Linked DNA regions of Sus scrofa: region 2 is linked to region 1. Evidence: chromatin contacts called from public HiChIP or PLAC-seq data. All regions are on one chromosome and are shown on one strand. The core of a region is the stretch at or near the end of the contact, and the rest is flanking DNA. Distances in the headings are between cores, read along the strand shown. Region 1 overlaps POC1B (POC1 centriolar protein homolog B). Region 2 has its middle 120 kb from the start of DUSP6.

Evidence for each region. HiChIP or PLAC-seq counts read pairs in DNA pulled down with a chosen protein or histone mark.
Region 2: a contact with region 1 is called in an H3K27ac HiChIP or PLAC-seq map of alveolar macrophages. The contact joins two enhancer-like sites. A contact is called at or near these places in 1 of 47 Hi-C or Micro-C datasets (skeletal muscle) and 1 of 2 datasets of contacts at active chromatin or transcription factors (alveolar macrophages).

The regions. Positions count from the first base shown.
Region 1 is chr5:93,204,692-93,209,348 of Sscrofa11.1, reverse strand. All of the region lies in intron 10 of POC1B (POC1 centriolar protein homolog B), which reads right to left. Among named protein-coding and RNA genes, the nearest start is that of GALNT4, 74 kb to the right of the region's middle. Within about 2 kb of position 1,873, at least 6 of the 83 cell types and tissues checked have an H3K27ac peak or open chromatin away from gene starts, as enhancers often do. A contact at or near this core is called in alveolar macrophages, where this site is marked.
Region 2 is chr5:93,424,166-93,428,822 of Sscrofa11.1, reverse strand. No RefSeq gene overlaps it. Among named protein-coding and RNA genes, the nearest start is that of DUSP6, 120 kb to the right of the region's middle. Within about 2 kb of position 2,117, at least 16 of the 83 cell types and tissues checked have an H3K27ac peak or open chromatin away from gene starts, as enhancers often do. A contact at or near this core is called in alveolar macrophages, where this site is marked.

The sequences.
Region 1 (4,657 bases), core at 624-3,123:
ACTTCCTCCAAATGGGTGGCAGAGCAATCACCACCCTGAAGTTCTCCGTGGATATGTCCATGGCTGCCATCTCATAGATGGAAAATACAGCCTTACCACGTGAACAGAATGAATCTGAATGGCTGATATATCCTTACTGCTACAGGTTATAAGGACTTCACTTTCGCTCTGAACATATACAATAGGGAGAAAAATAGAGTTGAAAAAAATCCAGGACCAGATGGCTTCACAGTGAATTCAAACATACAAAAACTTATATTGATCCTTTTCAAACTCTTCCAAAAGATTAAAGAAGAGAGAACATTCCAAAGTACAGTTTATGGAGTCCCCATCACCCTGATACCAAACCACAAAGACTGCGAAAAAGGAAAATTACAGACTAATTTCTTTGATGAATATAGATGCAAAATTCTCACAAAATATTAGCAAACTGAATCCAACAACACAAACCTATCACCTTAAGGTTCTGAAGGTCCACAAAGATTTTACAGCGTTAAAATCAAAGTGTCAGCAGAGCTGTGTTCCTTTGGAGGCTCTAGGGGTGAATCTGTCCTTTCCTTTTTCAGCTCCTCAAGGCTGCCTACCTGCATGGCTCAAGGCTGTAGCACTCCAACCTCTTCTCCCCCTGTCATACCTTCTTCTCTAACTCCCATGCCTCCCTCCTTCCCCTGTAAGGACCTTTTGTGATTGCACTGGACCACAAATCTAGGATCATCTCCCCATTTCAAAATCCTTAACTTCATCCCATTTGCTAAACCCCTTCTGCCACATAAGGAAACGTATTCACATATTCTGGGGATGAGGCAATGGACATCTTTGTGAACCATTACTCTGCCTCATATGAGAAATGAATATACAAAAGAGACCCTGTTGGGAGTTTCCATCATGGCGCAGCAGAAATGAATCTGACTAAGAACCATGAGGTTGCAGGCCTCGCTCAGTGGGTTAAGGATCCGGCATTGCAATGAGCTGAGGTGTAGGTTGTAGATGCAGCTCAGATCTGGAGTTGCTGTGGCTGGCAGCTGTAGCTTCCATTAGACCCCTAGCCTAGGAACCTCCATGTGCCATGAGTAAGGCCCTAAAGAGAAAAACAAACAAACAAAAAACCCAAAAAAAAAAACCCAAAAGAGACTGTGTTGACATGAGATTATATTCCAATGAATGAAGAAGGAAAATATATAGATTTGTGATGTGAGGTCAGGTAGTAACAAAAGTTATGAAGAAAAATAAAGCTGGGTAAAATGTTACATCATGATTTAGCTTCATTGATGATGTATTTTTTTGGGGGGGAGGGGAATGGGTAGAGAGTAAACTTAGGGCATGTTAAGTTTGAGATGCCTATTAGACTTCCAAGGAGAAAAATCATAAATACAGGTGGAAATATACAATTCTAGATTTCTGTGTAAATCCAGGTTGGGGCAAGGGATATAAATTTGGGAATTAACAGAATTATATAAATTACCAGTTTTTATAAAGGATACAGATGAACTGCCAGGGGAAGAGGTACATAAGGCAAGGTGTGGAAGGGTACCAAGTACAGAAGTTTCTGTTCCCTTATAGCTGGGGGGTTTGGCATATAACTATTTGCAACCATGGGTCTATAATCATTGAAGGCGGAGCCAAAGAGAACGGTTGCAAAGCCTTTAGAAGGCAGGAAGAGAAGGAGCAGGAGAGGTGACTAGTGACCCAGGAGGTAGGAGGGATGCTGGACCAGAAGCCAATTAAGGAAAGAGCTTCTAGGAGGACAGAGTGATCACCAAGACCACATCCTGTAGGAAGGCTGGTCTGGATGAATCACTGGGACCCTGCCTGGAGGGGAGTGGTGGGGCAAAAGCTTAATGGGAGCGAACTCAGAAGAGTGGAAAGCGAAGAAATGAAGACAGTAAATGCCTTTTGTTTGAGGAGTTCTGCTATAAAGGGAAGCAGAACAATGAGACAGGAGCTGGAAAGGAATGAAGGATCAAATAAAGGCTTTCCTTTTTAAAGATGGGAAACACATCACCAATGTGGGCCGGTGGAAAAGATGAAGCAGCAAGAGAGCAGCGAGGTCACAGGACAGGGAGGAGATAACTACGTGGCGAATGGGCCACTGGGCAGCACCGTGTGACCCTTGGAGTTACAGAAATAAACTAGGGGCGGATCAGTCAGCACGGCTGTCTAGTCAAATTCAGTTGCATGGTTGTGGGTAGCGAGTAGGCAGAAAAATAGATTTAACCAGGCTGAAGTTTTGGGGGTGAGCTCAATGCAGAGAGGAGGGGCAAGGGCATTGCTCGGGTGATGGACTGTAGAATCCAAGCCCAATAAAGGAGAGGCACATGGACACAGAAGGTGGGCAGTGAAAAGGCGGAGGCTCGTGGGACTGGAGGCCCTCCCGGGGTGATGAGTGGTCGGAACTGGAGTACTAGAGGAAGTGGTGGCCAGTGAGTGGGAGGCTTTACACTGAGCTGACCATTAACACAAAAGATTCAGACAGTCTCTGAGTTCATCTGAGAAGCCTGACCGAGAGAGGAAGGCTGTCTTTTGGAAGTGACTCAGGGCGCTGCCCTGTCTTTGGTTCATTCCTTGAGATCAAAGACAGTGTTAACCAAGGACTGGATGGATTCATCAGAAAAAGAGCGAAAAGAGCCATGGAGTCACCCACATGGGGTTGTCACAGGTCCACAACACAGGGTTCGTTCTCCATTTCTAAAACTTGAGGACGTAAAGGCCGTTGGTCCTGGAGAAGAAAACCGCGTCTCTTCTACCCTGTTTCGGCACAGTGTAGCGTGCGTCCTTGTACACAGAAACCCTCCTACCTGATCAGGTCTGATGGATTTAAAAATATTTCTAGGATAAAATCAGAGAATGTCAAGTGGAATTTGTGTCTCCCAGACTAAATCTGTTGAGCTGAGAAAGGCTTTTGTTTATCCCTTGGGGAAAATCATACATCTTTGTCTCAAAGGGAGAAAAAGAGGCTTTGGGGATAAGGTTTTACTCAGGCTTTGATTTTTTCTTCTTCAAACCAAGTTGGAAATTTCATTTTTGTCAGATGTCTTAAAAAAACAACCCCTCCCCATTCAACTATCAACTAGAATATCTGAATGATTAATTCAGCGCCCTTGAAAAAGACAGCTGAGGCCACAAATCTGTCTTGGCCTTTAATATTTATTCTCATCTCTAGAGAAGCTTATTAATTTTGAAGCCATGAATAGGTAGGATACAGCTAGCACACATCAAATCTGTACAACAACCTCCTTCCATGTTTCACATCTTATACAATTAGGCAAACATAAACTACGAATCCCTTAAAGGAAGATTTGTCTCCTAAGGCCCTTTGCTGAGTCGAGAATCAGGCGCTGCCCTGGATAAACCTAAGTACAGACCATAATACTCAGTAAACTAGAATGAACTCTCTCTTCTGAGTTACTATAAAACTAAAAGATGCTATTTCCATTATTCTTAGCACTCTAGAAAAAGATAACGACCAATAAAACCTTCTGTAAATTCCAAAAAGAGGACAAGTAGCCATTGCATCTTTTGTGAATCCTGCTGTGCTAGATTCACAAAAGGCTACAGAGTAAGGGACGCATTCCTACTATCTCCTTTGTAGAGAACTCATCAAGAACAATTTATGCAGCATGCTGAATTGACGAGAGCAGAAATAAACCATTATATATAGTGATACTTCACTGTGTTCAAAAAATCAGCACGTGTGTGTGTGTGTGTGAATCTAAATTCTGAGGCAGGTAACAGCTTATATGGTACAATGATGTTTTTAAAAGATAGTTTACATTCAAGTAAGGATTACATCCTTGAAAAAGTTTGACTTGGAAAACCACACTTGGTTTACTTTCACCCACTTTGCGTCTCGGAAGGGCCATCTGTCCACCGTCCAGAAAGCCTCCCCTTCTTTGCATGTACCACGGCCATCAAGCGACATTGGTACAGGCATGAAAAGGAAATGCACGCTTCCCGTGATGCTAACATTTCTGAATGAATCTGTACGTCTCTTTTTATCAAATAACAACTGACTTTTTAAGCTCCAATGATGCTCTGTCAATGAAAAGACAGAAAGGATAATAAGGTAACTCTCTCCCCCACCTTAAGAAATAAAGTAGGTCCTTTTAGGATCTCTCTCTGCCTCTCCCTCTCAGAGGATACCGCCACCTCGACTGCAGTGTCTGTCATCTCAGTCTACGTCCCTTTACTTTCATCACATAGGTAGACACCCCTAAACAGCAGTTTGGTTTTTGCGTGTATTCAAACTTCATGTAAAATAGTAGCATATCAGACCTCGTTAGTATTTTCTGTTAATCGACATTGTTGGATTTGTCCACGGTGTTTCGGGCAAGTCTACTTCACCAATTTTCAATGCCAAATAGTACTCCACTGATGGGCCAGAGGTGGCCTCGCTATCGTTACTGCTCCACAGTGAGCCCTCCTGTGCCTCCCGAACACAGGCGGCGAGTATAAACGTTCAGGCAGAATTCAACCAGATAGTGTCCCAAGTGGTGGAATCGACTTACTCTGCAACAGGCAGAGGGAAGTCTCCCCTTTTTCTACAAACTCAACAAGAATTGGTTGTCAGACATTTCAAATTTTAACAAAAATACAGGCGGGAAATGGTATAGCTTTCATTTCATTGTGCATTTCCTTGATTACTGGTAATGGAGCATAT
Region 2 (4,657 bases), core at 868-3,367, 220 kb before region 1:
TACACTTAATTCATTTAAGGTTTTAGGATATAATGTTTAGAGGTTCTGAAAATTTCAATTAAAGTTCCCACTTAAGTTATTATGAAAAGAAGTCTTTGACTTTTCCACAATTAGAAATACCCACTGGGTGTAATGCTTAGAGCACTAGGACAATGAAGTCCCGGAGGACAGGGCCATGTCTGTTCTGTTTCTGGCTCCACCCTTAACAAGGGTAGTGCTGGCTCTCTTTGTGTTTAACCAACAGTTGTTGAATGAATGAATCATCATGTACCTGTACTCGTACAAAGAGATCCTATCCATTCACTAAGAATGGCTTCCATTTGTTAAGTTATCCTGAACTAACTGAACAAATATTTGTGGAGGGCTTCTATGTACCAGGGTCTGTTCGAGGCACTAGGGATACAGCTCTGAATAAAACAGACAAAAAAGAAGTCCTTGTCCCACTAGTGCTTACCTTCTAGCAGGGGGAGACGACCAGTCAATGCTATAAGCAAGTAAAATACAGGGAGGGTTAGTTGGTGGTACATATGTAGTAGAAAACTAAATAGGGAAGGCAGACAAAGAGTGTCAGGTGGTGGGGAGAACTTTCTGGAGTGTTTAAGGCACAGCAAGGGGGAGGCCAGTGAAGCTGCAACAAGTCTGGTATTAGGTCATTTGGTCTCCGAATATGTCTAAGTGACAGATAAGGTGATCATTCCTGGCTGTACCTGTTCATGCACTCATGTCAGATGGCACCTGGGGAATCCCGGAGAGTCTTACAATGGAGCTTGCAAAGAACTGACCACATTAAAAGTTTGATTGTAGGGCAATAGCATGCATATTACAGAACTTTTCCCATCATCCAGGCCTCTGATTATTAAAAAAAAAAAAAAAATAGTGTGGTGCTAGTGAAAACTGGGACTTAGGATAAGAAAAAACAAAATCCTGCTTCTCTTTAATATGGGAACACTAAGATTTGTTGGCCTCGGGATCCCAAATTTCGTATTTGATTATGGCTAATTTTCACTTTTGTCTATAACTCATAAAGAAAGTCACTGTTTGAGAGACAGAAAATAGAACCATGAGTTATATTAGAGTCTCAGGCCTGCATTTACTACCACTCAGATGTGGGTTTTAGGAAGTGGCTGACAACCATGTTATCCCTGTGGACAATTTGTCTATCCTATGGCTTGACACAGCAAATTCAACCCCAGGCAATGGATTAAGAGGGAGAAGAGAGGAGAAAATCGCCGTTGATGGGACACTTTGAGCACTGTGCCTATTGCCCTGGTACTGTGGGACTCTGCCAAGGTCCCTAGATGGAGAGAAACAAACTCTCTGCTACCAAAACTATTATCTCAGAGTTCGGTCAAAATACAACACAAAAGGCAAGAGACAGCAGATATGAAGAGACTGCGTTCAACCCTTCCACCTTTTATAGTGCCTCAAACCATGACAGTGGAATTGTGGTTATAAAACCCCCTTCATTTCTTTAAAATGCCCTCATGTTCCATCCCCAGGTTCCAATGCCTGAGTGCCAAAAACTTAGGAAGAACAAGATTAGAACACAATTAGCAGGTGAACTTTAATACAAAAACTTGAAGTAATTGGCTCCAACTGAACCACACAAGCGACTTTAGAAAGAATAAGTCAACTACTCATTGCCTTAATTCCTGCACACAGGAGATTAAAATTAAAGCATATCTGCTTACACCTAATGATCTTTTAAAAATCAACTTTGCATTTTCCCTGTGTATTTGCCTGAAAAGTTTCAGGCACACTGGACAGAACTGAGTCCTGACTAGACGTCTAAGTTACCCAAATAAAGAGCTCTGTATGGTGGCTTCTCGCATTCTTACAACAATATCATGTAACAGCTCTCTCCTTAAAACATCTTCTCAGGCTACTGCCTGAGTCATAGGTAAAAACACCAGCATAGTCCCCAGGCCGGCTCTGAGGCAACTTCTTTAGAACAGGATGTGCTTCTTCCTTGAGGTGACAGGTTGCATACTGCAAGTTTTTTCATCTCTATTGAAAACATCTCATTTGCTGCCAAACTATATGTAAGGGAAAGAAGCAGGGCCTGCCCTCAGAGGCTCCTTGGAGACTGAAACCAGAGAATAGCCGGACATACACGCAGTATGAAAAGTCTAAATTAAACAATGGCTTTACAAGAGCACCTTCCCATGTGACTTTGAATCAGAGTAAAGGGAAGTTCACAAAAATCAAAGCAGTAAAAGGGATCTTTATTTGGAAAGTACTCATTAACTCAGCAAAGCCAAGCTTTAAGAATTAGATCTGTGAGGAAAATCCTCCTGGCAATGAAACCAGAGCTTTGATTTCTTCTGGCTCATAAAATAAATAATAATATCGACTTACAGTTCTCCATTACCTTTCAGTTTACAAAGTGCTCTCCCATACATTATTTTATCTTCACAACATTCCTGTGAGGTATTGAGGCCTGATCAGTCCCTTTCATGGGTTAGGAAATTGAGGCTCGGTGGGCAGACAGGATTTCCTCAAGGTCACAGAGTTATTAAGAAGCAGAGCCCAAGCTGAAATGTTGGTCTCCAGACTCCCACTTGGGAGCTCTTGTTCTGTTGCCTCTCCAAAGTTAGGAAGCCATAAATCTAGAGTACCGTATCTAATTATATGTTAATTGGGGGAAATTCTAAAAGGCCACTGGTTACCCAATAGCTTGAAGGAAAAAAAAAAAAAAAAAAAAGACCAGACTTGGAGAACAGCCCACTTGCAAACAGCTTTATGTATATTCCCTCTGATAAAGCTTGAATCCAAGATACATTTCAAGGTCAAACAAAATTAAAATAAACTTTACTTTTGAACTTCATAATTATGATATCAAAGACTGAAATGACTGCATTTATTAGAAGCTCTGCTGGTGGGGGAAAAAACTAAAAGAGAAGGAAAATTTCCTGACTAACTTATAAACATGAACTAAGTTTTTTTTTTTTTTGGTCTTTTTTTGTCTTTGTTGTTGTTGTTGCTGTTGTTGCTATTTCTTGGGCCGCTCCCGCGGCATATGGAGGTTCCCAGGCTAGGGGTCAAATTGGAGCTGTAGCCGCCAGCCTACGCCAGAGCCACAGCAACGCAAGATCCGAGCCGCGTCTGCAACCTACACCACAGCTCACGGCAACGCCAGATCGTTAACCCACTGAGCAAGGGCAGGGACTGAACCCGCAACCTCATGGTTCCTAGTCGGATTCATTAACCACTGCGCCACAACAGGAACTCCATCATGAACTAAGTTTTGTGAGGTTCCCTCACAACTGAATTAAACACTCTGACTTGATGGTGAAAATATCTGAAACTTACTCTTCACACATGGGGTTGGGTTTTCTTTTTCTTTTTTTTTTTTTTTAACATATGTGAGACAGCATAAAGCAGAGAACTGTGGTGGAAGGGCAATGGTTTGGGGGCCAGCGAGGCTAGACTTTGAATCCTGGCTCTGGCTGAGTGGCCTGACCCATCTATTTAACTACTGAGGGCTTTGTCTATAAAATGGAAGCAAAAGTATTCTTGTTTGGTGGCTTAGTCACCTTGGGCTATGCTATGACAGAACACCGCAAACTGAATGGCCTAAACAGCAGGCATTTATCTTCTCCCAGTTCTGGAGGCTGGGAAGTCTAAGATCAAGGTGCCAGCAGGATTGGTTCATAGTGAGGACCCATCTTTGTAGATGGTCACTTCCTGGTTGTGTGCTCACACAGACTTTCGCTGGCATGTGTGCACAGAGAGAGGAAGGACGTGAGCTCCCTCGTGTCCCTTCTTATGAGGGCACTTGTTTTATCATGGGATTCCACCCTCATAATCTCATCTAAACCTATTTGCCTTGCAAATATCCTACCTTCTAAAACCATCACATTTGGAGACAACAGTCATTCAGTCCATAGTACTTGATTCCCACCCTAGAATTAAAGCAGACTGGAAAAATAAGGCATTTAGAGAGAAGCAGCATTTTTAATTAAGTACAGGCACAAAATAATGAAAACCACCAAAGCCCAGAACTCCTGGGTCACTTATGGTCACAATCTATCGGGGGAGCCTTTCGAAGCAAATAAGAACAAGGACAAAGATGCTAGGAGAGAATGCTGTCCTTAAGATCCCAATCTTGGCTGGCTGCTCATTTTCAAAGAATCCACCCTGTTTGCACCAAATGACACCCACCACCTAAACTGATGTGTAAACAGCCTCCCTGAGGAGAAAGCATCCATAATTTAGCTGAGCAAATCAGATTCTCTGGCCAGGGAATGAAGCATTAGGCTTAACAACTGAGAGTGAGATGACTCTGCTGGGTAGAGGTGGAGAGCCATATTGCAGATACAGAACCAAAGTCAGACTTGGACCCTTTTAAGCAAAACCCACATGACCTATCATTGCCAAGGGGAAGAGGGAGGGAGTGGGATGGATTGGGAGCTTGGGGTTCACAGATGCAGACTCTTGCTTTTGGAATGGATTAGCAATGAGATCCTGCTGTGTTGCACTGGGAACTATGTCTAGTCACTTATGATGGAGCATGATAACGTGAGGAAAAAGAATGTATACATGTATGTGTAACTGGGTCACCATGCTGTACAGTAGGAAAAAAAAAAAAAATTGGGAGTTCCCTTCATGGCTTAGTGGTTAACAAATCTGACTAGGAACCACGAGGTTGTGGGTT